2 separate regions of the Hordeum vulgare genome follow, and region 1 is linked to region 2. Evidence: chromatin contacts called from public Hi-C data. All regions are on one chromosome and are shown on one strand. Each heading gives the region's core, a stretch centred on a gene start, on an enhancer-like site or on the middle of the called end of the contact. The rest is flanking DNA. Distances are from core to core; before and after follow the strand shown. Region 1 overlaps LOC123453041 (phototropin-1A). Region 2 has its middle 140 kb from the start of LOC123395382.

Evidence for each region. A called contact is a pair of places that touch in the nucleus more often than the background predicts.
Region 1: a contact with region 2 is called in a Hi-C map of seedling, with 7 times the contacts expected there. The contact joins two enhancer-like sites. A contact is called at or near these places in 1 of 6 Hi-C or Micro-C datasets (seedling) and 1 of 1 datasets of contacts at active chromatin or transcription factors (embryo).

What each region holds. Positions count from the first base shown.
Region 1 is chr5H:340,384,472-340,390,660 of MorexV3_pseudomolecules_assembly, forward strand. It overlaps LOC123453041 (phototropin-1A), which reads right to left. Exons shown (of 23, transcript XM_045129803.1): 16 at 6,017-6,120; 17 at 5,806-5,855; 18 at 5,434-5,540; 19 at 5,132-5,254; 20 at 4,965-5,016; 21 at 4,758-4,870; 22 at 4,507-4,647; 23 at 3,578-3,900. The coding sequence ends at 3,805. Among protein-coding and RNA genes, the nearest start is that of LOC123453041, 9.6 kb to the right of the region's middle. Within about 2 kb of position 3,785, at least 3 of the 3 cell types and tissues checked have open chromatin away from gene starts, as enhancers often do. A contact at or near this core is called in seedling, where this site is marked.
Region 2 is chr5H:339,989,772-339,996,499 of MorexV3_pseudomolecules_assembly, forward strand. No RefSeq gene overlaps it. Among protein-coding and RNA genes, the nearest start is that of LOC123395382, 140 kb to the left of the region's middle. Within about 2 kb of position 4,185, at least 3 of the 3 cell types and tissues checked have open chromatin away from gene starts, as enhancers often do. A contact at or near this core is called in seedling, where this site is marked.

The DNA of each region.
Region 1 (6,189 bases), core at 2,535-5,034, 390 kb after region 2:
TTGTGGGCCCCCTGTGGCTCCCCTGCCCTACTTCTTCCGCCTATAAATTCTCCAAAAATCTGAAACTGCCAGAGAGAGCCACAAAAATACTTTCCCGCCGCCGCAAGCTTCTGCCTTCGCAAGATCCCATCTGGGGCACGTTCTGGTGCCCTGTCGGAGGGGGGATTCGGACACGGAGGGCTTCTTCATCAATACCATTGCCTCTCCGATGATGCGTGAGTAGTTCACCACAGACCTTCGGGTCCATAGCTAGTAGCTAGATGACTTCTTCTCTCTCTTGGATCTTTAATACAATGTTCTCCATGATCTTCATGGAGATCTATCCGATGTAATCTTCTTTTGCGGTGTGTTTGTCGAGATCCGATGAATTTTGGATTTATGATCAGATTATCTATGAATGTTATTTGAGTTTCCTCTGATCTCTTATATGCATGATTTCGTATCCTTGTAATTCTCTTTGAGTTGTGGGTTTTGTTTGGCCAACTTGATCTATAATTCTTGCAATGGGAGAAGTGCTTGGTTTTGGATTCATACCATGTGGTGTCCTCAGCCAGTGATAGAAGGGGTAGCGAGGCACGTATCGTGTTGTTGCCATCAAGGGTAAAAAGATGGGGTTTATATCTATTGCATGAATTTATCCTTCTACATCATGTCATCTTGCTTAAGGCGTTCCTCTGTTTGTTATGAACTCAATACACTAGATGCATGCTGGATAGCGGTCGATGTGTGGTCTAATAGTAGTAGATGCATAAAGTATCGGTCTACTTGTCTCGGACGTGATGCCTATATGTATGATCATTGCCTTAGATATCATCATGACTTTGCGCGGTTCTATCAATTGCTCGACAATAATTCGTTCACCCACCGTAATATTTGCTATCACGAGAGAAGCCTCTAGTGAACAATATGGCCCCCGGGTCTACTTCACTTCATATTTTCAGCTCTACACTTTCACTTTGTTGCACTTTCCGCCTTCAGATCTCACCTTGCAATCAATCATGAAGGGATTGACAACCCCTTTGTAGCGTTGGGTGCAAGTTTGTTTGTTTTTGCGCAGGTACTTTGGAGACTTGCCTTGGTACTCCTACTGGATTGATACCTTGGTTCTCAAACTGAGGGAAATACTTACTGCTACTGTGCTGCATCACCCTTTCCTCTTCAAGGGAAAAAACAACGCAAGCTCAAGAGGTAGCATGTATCAAACGTCGCAATGTAACTGGGTGACTATAAGGGTGCTCTACAGATATCTCCGAAGGTGTGTGTTGGGTTGGCGTGGATCAAGACTGGGATTTGTCACTCCGTGTGACGAAGAGGTATCTTAGGGCCCACTCGGTAATACAACATCACAACAAGCTTGCAAGCAATGTGACTAAAGAGTTAGCCACGGGATCTTGTATTACGAATCGAGTAAAGAGACTTGCCGATAACGAGATTGAACTAGGTATAGAGATACGGGCGATCGAATCTCGGGCAAGTAACATACCGATAGACAAAGGGAATAGTATACGAGATTAATTGAATCCTTGACATTGTGGTTCGACCGATAAAGATCTTCATATAATATATAGGAGCCCATATGGACATGTATGTCCCGCCATTGGTTATTGGCCAGAGAGTGTCTCGGACATGTCTGCATAGTTCTCGAACCCGCAGGGTCTGCACACTTAAGGTTTGGTGACGATTTGGTATTAATGAGTTATGTGTGATAGTAACCGAAAGTTTCTTAGAGTCCCGGATGACATCCCAGACATCACGAGGAGCTCCATAATGGTTCAGAGGTAAAGATTTATGTATGTGAAGTCATATTTTGGCTACCGGAAATCGTTTTTTCCGGTAAAGTACCAGGAAGCTTCTAGAAGGTTCCGAAAACTTCCGGGGGAGTCCGGAAGTCCACCAAGGGTTCCACCACGTCCCAAGGGTTTGCATGGGCTGAGGGGAGACGTCGTGGCCTTATTGGGCCAAGCGCACAAGTCCCTCAAGGCCCATGCAGTTGGAAAGGTGGAAAGTTCACCTTTGTATGGAAGGGAAGGAAGGGGACTAGGATTCCACCTCCTCTCCCCTTGGATGCGCCCTAGGGCTTGGAGGGGCTGTTCCCCATGCCCTTCCACCTATATATAGAGAGGAGGGGGCGCCCCAAGAGGACACACGAAGCCCTTGGCGCCCCTCTCTCTCCCTAGATCGTTTTCTCCTCCATTCGCGGTTTCGGTAATGCTAGGCCTAGCCTTGTCGGGATAGCACCACCACCACCGCCACCACGCCTTCGTGTTGCTGAAGAACTCATCTACTACTCTGCCCTCGCTCGCTGGATCGAGGAGGCAGAGACGTCATCAAGCTTTACGTGTGAACGCGGTGGTGCCGTCCATTCGGCGCTCGATCGGGAGTTCGTGGGACGGATCGTGATTGGATCGCGAAGACGTACCACTACATCAACCGCGTTATATACACTTCCGCTTAGCAATCTACTAGGGTATGTAGATGCACTCCCCCCTTTCGTAGATGGTCATCACCATGGGTAGATCTTGTGTGCGCGTAGAATTTTTTTTTGTTTCCCATGCGACGTTCCCCCATATTTCCAGCCCTATAAATTTTTTTACTAGTAGTTTCAAAGGCTAATCAAGTCACGTGTTAGCCCACCCCAACACATATTTACACGACCCAGACAACCCAACCCCCTCTATTTGTTTCTAGATTTGCCACTGGCCAGGACCACATGGCGGGAGCTCCTAATTGGCGTTGCAGGCGCCAATTAGGTAAACTCGCGCTCACAACTTCGAGCTTGTGGGCCGGCCCAACAAGCAACTTCGTTCGTTTTCGTTTCCTTGCGCTGGATTGCTCGGTTAAATGTGTAATACTGTTGATTGGTGAAACCATTTGACCGTTGACTTCTAGAAAATAGATTAAAAAAAGTTCACCGATTTGAAAAATACTTCAAAAGCTAAAAAAAGTTCATCAAATTTTAAAAAAGTTCATTAAATTATAAAAAAATCATTAAATTTAAAAAGAGTTCATCAATTCATAAAAAAGTTCATTGAATTCGAAAAAAAATTCATCAAAGTTTAGAAAAGGTCACGCATTAGAAAAAAAGTTCACAAATTTGAAAAGAGTTCATCAGTTTGAATAAAGTTCATCGAATTGTTTTCATCGAATTTCGAAAACAATTCATTGAATTTTTAATAGAGTTTATAAAACAGAAAAAAGTTCAAATAATTTGAAAAAAATAATCCGTGCATTTGAGAAACAAAGAAAAAGACAAGAAAAACAGAATAAAACGCCAAAAACAGTAGTGAACCGAAACAGCCATGAAAAAGAAAATTAAAGGGAGGAAACGAAGAACTAAATCATTGCGATGGCCTGGTGGTCATTGTGCTTTTTGCGAAGCGTGATCTCGTGGGTTCGATCCGGAATTGTAGCAACATTATTTGATCTTTAACAAAAAGAAATTGCGAAATTGGGCCGGCCCAAACGCCGAGCGGGGCTGCGCGAAACAAAATTAATCAGCTTGTAACCCTTTATAAGTCTTTATATATTTAGCATTTTTTGGGGCCTCCGTTGCCGCTCCAGCATCTCCTGCTGGTAATTTTGGAAGACGATGCATCTTAATTGCTTATTTAATATGATCCCGATACAAGATTACTCCACTGCGCTCAACAACTCCAGCGCTTATTCCATCTCCTACCGTCCTAACTACGAGTACGAACAGAAAAAGAAAACAGCCAGCAACAACCAACAACACACGACCCATGATTGAGCGAGCACGGCCGAGATACTACATCTTTGGCATGTCTTTCCATCCACCTTCTTCGTTCAGAACATGTCGGTGCCATTATCGGCGGCGGCAGCATCGCCCATTCCCTTGCCCACGTCCTTGGAAAACAGTGGAGCGTCCAGCTTCGGAGGAGCCTGCACCACGCCAATTTCACACAAAATAAATTAGTCACACACCCATTATTTTGCTAGCTAACAACTAAGGCCCTGTTTGGAACCACCAAGATTATATAATCTGGTTTTTATAATCTATTGTATTTTCAAACAGGACAGTTTATATTGTAGATTTTATAAACTAGATGACCAGATTATTATAATCTCATAATCTCCTCTACCCCAGCTAAAATGAGATTATGGATTACAAATGACGTGTTATCCTTGTAAACTTCAAGAGAATTACACAGTGCCACCGCCACTTTTCTATTTTTCCTTGTAAAGTGATGGCAAATATGTCATTGTACAATTTATAAGCTGGTTTACAGTTTATATAATCTGGCCTCCAAACATGTCCACCTGGATTATTTTTATAAACTAGATTATATAATCTATGTTCATAATTCAGATTATTATAATCTATTATGGTTCCAAACAGGGCCTAAGACTCTGAACAAATTTCGGTTTTGGTTTTCTTCTATCAAACAGGCATAAGAAACCCGTGTCCCATTTCATCTTTAGGAGAAAGATCACAAATGGTTGGTATTGCTAGCTAGGCATAATAATAATGGAGTGAGTATTCATTACCGTGCCGCGCACAAGAGCCCAGTTGATGCCGCGGAAGAACGGGTGTTGTTTTATCTCGTTCGACCCCTCATACGATCCCATTCTATTCGCGGGATCCCTGTGCAGCAACCTGTAGATCAGCTGCCTAGCTGGGAGGCTCACCTGCTCATCCGCACAGCACCCACGGGCAACCGAGTGAACTTTCCATGTCAGCCAAAATTCTGTTCAGAAGATATAGGAATATATGCTAGCCGCTTTCTTAATTACCGTACCGATATACTTGCGGGGAATCTGATGTCCTTGTGTAGGATGTTGGCAAATGTCCTTTGCCTGGTTTTACCTCTGAAGGGTGTGTAACCATACAGCATTTCATACAGAAGAATCCCTGGAGAACCAAATGACTTCATTAGAATTACCGTATAACATATGCACAAAGAAAGTCCCAAAGAAACTGCATATTTGGTGGAAGAGCTATGTACCTAGCGCCCACCAATCAACAGCACTTGTATGGCCAGCTCCGGTAATAATCTCCTGCAACACAAGGACCAGTATAAGAATCAAATACTCTACATTATGCACAAAAAAATAACGGAGATGTAGCAAAAATGGTGCAGAATAAACAAAAAAACCAAGATAAAATACATACAGGTGCAATGTACTCTTCTGTACCAACAAATGAATTGGATGCTCGCATCGGTTCCGCAAAAAATATGGGTGAACTCCTGCTTTTCCTCCTACTTTTCTTATTAGCTTCTTCTGGAAGAAAGACCTACCAAAACAGGAAAATGCAATTACTTCACCTCACATAACCGATGAATATACTGAAGTCGACCTTCCCTTTTAAGGGCCAGCAATACATAAAAAGTACATGCATGTTTTGTGATTTTATTCAAAGAGAAAGAGCTTCAAAATTAAGTTAACTTCAAATTAAATTTAGTGTCCTTTTACCTGCGGTCTGCAAGATGTCAGGCAAGACAAATCAAAGTCTGTCAGGGATATGTGCCCGTCTCTATGAAGTAAGATATTCTCTGGCTTCAAATCTCGGTAGATTATACCTGAGGATATAAATAATATTAAACAAGAGTAAACATGACACCTTATAAGCAGTACAAATCTAAACTGTATTGTGGCCAGCCCTTTTTTTATTTGGGTAAGGAAATATTGCTTTTAAGGCCTTATAGAAAACATGCTGCACGGGCTAAATCCTTACTGAAGGCGTATGCATTTGAAAGGTGAACATAATCGCCATTAATAATGCTGTGATGTAACACAATCTAAGGGACTTTTATTGGTGTATTGGGAGGGGGGGGGGGGTTATACCTTGACAATGCAAGTATTCAAGTGCAATGACAACTTCAGCTGCATAGAACCTGTCTCAATAATGAAAAATGTTAAATAGTGCCTCTTGTACAACATCTAGAGTGGATAAAACCCCAAAACAATGAAGTGACACGCCTGCGACTGTGATCAGTATCTTATGTCACAAATCACCACACCAGATCTAAGAATAATAAACAGTTTCAGTTATGACCTGACTGCATCTTCCCGTAAAACCTTCTGAGGTTGCCTATCTAGGAGCAGAAAGAGCTCCCCACCAGGGTAGTAATCTGTAATAAGACATATATGTGTCTTCGTCTGCAACATTTGAGCAGAAATAAAATGTCACTCTCTGGTGGAACATGAGAAGTCATGGTGTCAATGAAA
Region 2 (6,728 bases), core at 2,935-5,434:
TGAATCCATATGAGGTACCACTAGTCGATGCGGATGCGCCAGCTCCAACATATATTGGTGTTCTTTAGCTGGAAGTTATGCTGTCAGGGTCCAAATGGAAATGATTGCAATATCCATCGGCCATAGCTATATTATCTGAGAGAGTGGATCTCCTCTTTTCACAATTTATTGTGGGTTTTGGGTTTTTCATGGATTTTAACTCAAGTGATACTGATCATTAACCATGGAAAGTAAACAAAAGGACTCCGGTAACTTAGTTGCAGGATATATGAAAGAATCTTAACTCGCTGCAGAGCCTTTTGGCTTTTCGTACTATTTAATTCTGGTCTAGCTAGAGCGTAATCATTGAAATTAAAGAACATGATTGTACGACCAGTATAAATATGCTAGTTTTAAAATAATCAAATGACAGAGTTGTATAAGTAAGATAAACTTGTATGATTCTTTAACTGGGTTGTAACATCGCCGACAAACATTTGATGCAGTTTTTGTCTATTTTAGTTTGCGTTAATTTATTTTGATACAAGGACCAAATAATGATCTACATAAAATGCAGATCTTGGCTGGTGTCATCTTATTCTGCTTGTGCTTGACAATAGGTTCTTTGTTATGTTGGCACATCTATCTCATATGTCATAACATGACAACAATAGAGGTAAGTTACTGTTCGAGGTATGCATTCATCTCATAGTCAATTGGTGGCTTTACCCTTATTTCGATATTATTTACTGCCACCTTGACATCAGTATCGAGAGGCAGTTAGAGCGAAGTGGCTTGCAAAGAAGAGTGGACGGAAGTATCGCCATCTGGTTCCTCGAGGAGGGGGGCGAATTCTCCACCAGCTGTGCCTACCGGCTCTTCTTTGCGGCTAACATTGATTTTGGATGTGCTTCTGCAATTTGGAAGGCCAAGGCTCCTCCTAGGCTCAGGTTTTTCATGTGGCTGGTGGTCCACGGTCGTTGTCTGATCGCAGACAACCTCGAACGCCGGGGATGGCCTAATCAAGGCACCTGCGCCTTGTGCGGTCTTGCTCTGGAATCATGCAGCCACCTCTTCGTGCACTGCTCCTTTACAACGGAGCTTTGGCAGCGCTTCCGGACCTGGGTGGGTGTACCCTTTCCGACCCCTGCTGCCGTCGACAAGGGTACGGAGGACTGGTGGCTTCGCACGAGGAATGCAGCCCCGGAACGGTTTAAGAGGGACTTTGATGCGGTGGTGATTCTGGTGCACCGTCGTCTCTGGAAAGAGCGTAATGCTCGTATCTTTGATGACGTCGCATCGTCTCCGGACAGGGTGGTCGAAGCGATCATTGAGGGTGTGCGATCCTGGCGTGAGGCAGGCTGCTTCGCCACCACCATAGCCTTTTAGATGGCATGCTCGCGTTGTGCTTGTGCTGCAGCAGCAGGTCTGAGTCATGGCTTGCTTGCCTTGCCGGTAGCGGCTCTTTGTTTTATGGCGTCCTGTGTTTCAGGCACTTGGCCTCGAGGCTTCGCTGTGGCACTTGCCTTGTTTGTACACCTGGCGGTCATCGCCGCTCTGTAACTATTCTTTCTAATCTTAATAAAGATCGACTTCGGCCTTTCGAAGTATCGCCATCGGTTTGATCAAGGCACGAGGAAGAATATTCAAATGGTAGTGCTATATATACGCAACAAAAACAACAAAAATGCAATCAGAATTTTAATTATGTCATCATCGAATTTTCAGTTTCTAAGCCATTGGATCTGGTGCTGAAAATTTTGCATGTTATTTTGACCTGTCTGTACAGATCATGGGTCCAAATGTTTTCTGCTGGCTTTGCCCCACTGCGATAGGACATCTTAAGGATGGCACCGAGTTCCACAACACGAACAACTGATCAAAGACCTAGAACAGCATTGCTGCATATATACAAGATGTAGATTGGTGAATTTATCTGCTGACAGAATTGATCATTTCTGCCATGGCGTTGTTGTCACCCAGGCAAAAGTAAAGAGCTTGGGAAAGTTTCACAATCTTGTAATCATCCAAAGCTTACCTCCAATCTCCATGTGTGTTCAAATTTATGCCAATGTAACCAGAATATGTCTGTCACAATTTGAGGTGTGAAAAACAGACTAAAATTTGAAATGTAGAAGAAAGCTTTGTTTGATATTCTTGATCCTGTTATTCTGACCCACCATGTCTGATATTCTTGATCCTATTTTTTTTTACTATTTCCTTTTTCTTTTTGTTTTCCATAGTTTTATTTGTTATTCCACCGGTTTTCTTCGGTTTTCCCTTTTTTCTTCATTTTGCGCTGGCTTTCATTATTTTCTCATTGGTTATTTTTTTCTTTGCTTGGTTATAGTTTTTTATTTTGTTTCTTCCTTTCGTTTCTTCCTTTCGTTTCTTTGGTTTTCGTTTGCTTTTCTATTTATTTCTTTGTCGGACATTGAAAGAGAAGTTGCTTACCATATAATTTTCACATGTAGTTGCTGGAAATGCTGGAACTATCAACAACATGATATGACCCGGATGGAAATGCATTGGACCTCAATTTTTTTTAATCTTTGGATATTGTTTTTTTGGATATTCATGTAAGAGAGTCCCGGAATAAAGTCAAACCGCCACACTCAGACTACCCACAATAAAAGTAACATAGGTAGTAACATAAATGTCACATAAACAAAAAATATGATGTGGCAACTAATTAATGAGAAGAAAGAGAAATTGAGTAACTTACCATGTTATTCATAGAAGGAGTAACATAACGGATACCAAGACAAGATGAGTCTATAGCCTAATAAATGAATGGATCAATGTTACTACCTCTATGTTACTATCCATTGAGTAGGTAGTAACTTAGACTAATAACATATGTATGTTACTACTCTTTATTACTCTCCATTGTGAGTAGTCTCACGAGATATCACCACCCCCGTGCAGGACTCTAAGAGACCCCTCAAGCCTGTCTCAAACGTCCGGGCAGCCCGCCCGGTCACAAAAAATCGTCCAGGTCGAATCCTTCATATCCATCTCAAACGTCCGGACTGACCGACACCTTTCATATCCATCTCAAATACGAGGACGATATGAGGGTTCGCGGACGCACCCGAACGCGTCGATCAGTCCGACACGTAGGACACGACCTCATCCCGGACCACAATTTCTTTTTCTTTACTCATTCATTTCTTTCTCTCTCTTCTTCTCCACCAATTATGTGCAAATAAAAAATATGAAAGGTGCGGATGAAAAAGTAGGTTGACCGATCGTGTCACCGGACGTTTGAGGGACCAGATTTGTAAGTTCCAGATATAAATACTCTAAGATATTATATTCTAGATTGATCAATCAAACACCTTTTTTTTCTGCGAAGATTGCCGAACGAGCACCAAGCAAAAAGTGCATGCATTGGCCCAGCCATCAACGCGAGTCATCAATTGCTATTCACAAAACAAGCAAACAATTAAGATTGCTCGACTTGGTTTTGGGAAAATCAGATTTTCATTAGATGTCTAATGCATCGAAACGGAGGAAGTAGCAGTAACTAGCTTAGCCAAATTCATAGCACATTACTTCGTTATTACTGTCCGCTCTTAATTCTTTTTTAAAAGATTTCAACAAGAAACTACTATATATGAATGTATATAGATATACTTTAAAGTATAGATTCACTCATTTTATTTCGTATGTAGTCCTTTATTGAAATTTCTAAAAAAGACTTATATTTATAAACGGATAGAGTTAATGAGAAGCAATAATAAATAAACCAATCCTTTAAATTTTTTCTTGCCAAATGCAATGCCAGAACTAATAGTTTAGTGGACAGGGACTCAAATATAAACATACACAATAGGATACTAGAAATAGCGACAACAAGTAAAGTAGGAGTATAATCTAACGTAAAGACGGACAATCAGCAAACACATGCCCAGATTTTCGGCAGTTTTGACAGACACCGAAACCTCTCCACCCGGCATACTCAGCAGGCTTTGTTGGACAGTCCCGTGGCCGGTGTCCACCGTTGGGACACGACGTGCATACCAAAAGTATCTGGGGGCTGGCACAGTTGAGACTGTGATTCGGGTTGTTTGGATCGCCATGGCCGGCCCCGCCGCATGTCGTACATCGCGGACCAAAAACAAGACTAAGACAATCCTTCCAGTAGTGACCGAGCTCGCAACACTTGAAGCACACTGGCCCGGCGGGTGTCGTGCAGCTGCCCCGTGTGTGTCTCGTTCCTGAGCAGCGTAAACACGGTAGCCTTGGGCAATCTGCTCTGATGTGACCTGGGTCTTGGCACTTGTTGCAGTTCTTTGTTTTTTTGTTGCTACCAGATGAACTGCTTGTGAGCGCGGCCTGACTGTTGGTTGGGGCTCCAGCCGCCATGATGTTGCCGGGGGCGGGCAGGGGAACGCCGCCATGGGAGCCGCCCCCGAGAGCACCGGCCGCAGACAGAACGTGACTCATTGGGGCGGCCGGCCGCGTGTTGACGACGGCGGGCGGGGCCACGCGAGGCTGATACGCTCGCGCCTGGTTGCTTCCTGCGGAGAGCCGCAGCACGGGGGCCGCCAGGTGCCGGTTGCTGCCTGCTGGAGCCTGATATGCCGTATGCCCTGGCGGCCGGTTGCTTCCTGAGGCGAGCCGCGGCATGGGGGGCAGCGGCCGGTTGCCGCCTGCTCGAGCCTGATACGCCATAGGCGGAGGTGGCAGCGGATTGCTTCCTGACGCGACCGGCGGCGACGAGTTCCCCAACTGGTGGGCGGAGGCGCGCGGCGGCGGCTGCGGGTTCCCGATCTGGGGGACGGGGGCGCGCGGCGGGTTCCCCATCTGGGGGACGGCGGCGGGGGTGGGGGCGCGCGGCGGGTTCCTGATCTGGGGGGCGGCGGCGGGGGCGAGGGCGCGCGGCGGGTTCCCGACCTGCGTGACGGCGGCGAGGGCAGGGGCGCGCGTCGGGTTCCGGATTTGGGGGACGGTGGCTGGGCTGGGGGCGCGCGGCGGGTTCCCCATCTGCGGGACGGCGCGAGGCCGATAGCCGCGACCCTTCGGGTGTAATGGCTCCAGACTGGAAAAAACAAATTTTGTTTGGTTCGGGTGTGTAAAGCATACCTGGCCAAACGGGCCGGCCCGCTACAATCGTGTCAGGCACGGCACGGCATGCCTGAGCCTGATTATTAAACGGGCCGTGCTGTGCCGGCCCGCGTGTCAGGTAGCCAGACCCAAGCATGGTACGTCCTTTAATTGAGCCGGTCCGTTGACACGCCAGGCCCGCTAGCCTGCTAGGATTTTAATAATTTAGACCGCAATTCGGGTTGATTTCGTTTAGTTTGGCTATTATTTAGACCGATTTTGATATTTTAGGTTGTTTTTTGGTTAATATTAACCTAATGAGCTTTATTTTTATCTCAAATATATATATATATAATAAAAATAAAAACGTTAAAACGGGTCATGCCGTGCCGGCCCGCGTGCCCAGCCTTCAGGCTCAAGCACGGCCCGAGGCGTGCCGTCTGTCTGGCACGACCCGTTTAAGTCGTGTCGGGCCCGGCCCGTGTCGTGCCTGGCCTGCGGGCAGTCGGCCCGGCCCCGTGAGGCATGACCTATCTGGCCACGTATAGTGTAAAGCAGATCTGGTCAAACGGGGCGGCCCAACTGCCCGCAGGCCAGGCCCGACACGGGCCGGGCCCGACAGGACTTAAACGGGCCGTGCCTGGACCTGGAGGCGGGGCAGGCGGGCCGGCACGGCACAGCCCGTTTAACGTTTTTTATTTTTATTTTTATTTTTTACTAGAAAAAGAGCCCGTGCGTTGCAACGGGATCAGACCATACAACACGACTTAACCTAATAATCATGACTTGAGACTTTTTTTAAAATCACTGCATAAATAAAATCTAAAAATTGTTAAATCAGTAAAATAACATCATATTTAGATTTTCCGCATCACTATAGATTCAAATTACATTATAAATAGAAAATTTTAAAATTAAATAGGTAAGATACATTATACTTCGATTCAATACATTTTTTGAATGAAAGTTCATATGTTATAATTTAAAATTAAAGTTACAGTTTAAAGATATAATTTTTTAAAGTATTTGTTAATTATAATTGTACCGCTGATTAATTAACAACATGGATCGACCTCGTTATAAAAAATGGATTATACGCTATCGATTAAAATTACAGCATAAATATAATTTTAAATTTGTTAAATAGATAAAACAACATTATATTTAGATTATGCGCATCATTATTGATTAAAATTACATTATAAACAGAATTTTAAAAAATAAAATAGATGAACTAACATTATATTCAGATTCTACATATTTTTCTAATAAAATTTCATATATAATAATGTAAAATTGGAGTTACTGTTTAAAATATATGATTTTTAAAGTATTTTGCACTTATAATTGAATTACAGATTAATTAATTAAAAACTATAGGGGTGTTTTCGAAAACATATGGAAAATGTTTGGTTTTTTTACTCAAGTATGTACTGCGGGTTTATTTTATGAAAACTGAAGGAGGTTTCTACAAAAATTTCAGAAAACGATTCGTTCTCTCACTTAATTATGTACTACGGGTTTATTTCAGAAATTTACAAGGGGTTTCCTGTAAAAATACAAAAACGATTTGTTTCTCACTTAAATCTGGACTACGGGTTGATTTCGGAAAACTTCAGGGGGTTTTCTGCAAAACGACCACGACGACAGAAGCACTCCGTGCTTTATTATTAGGAAGAGTTATATATGAGATAAAA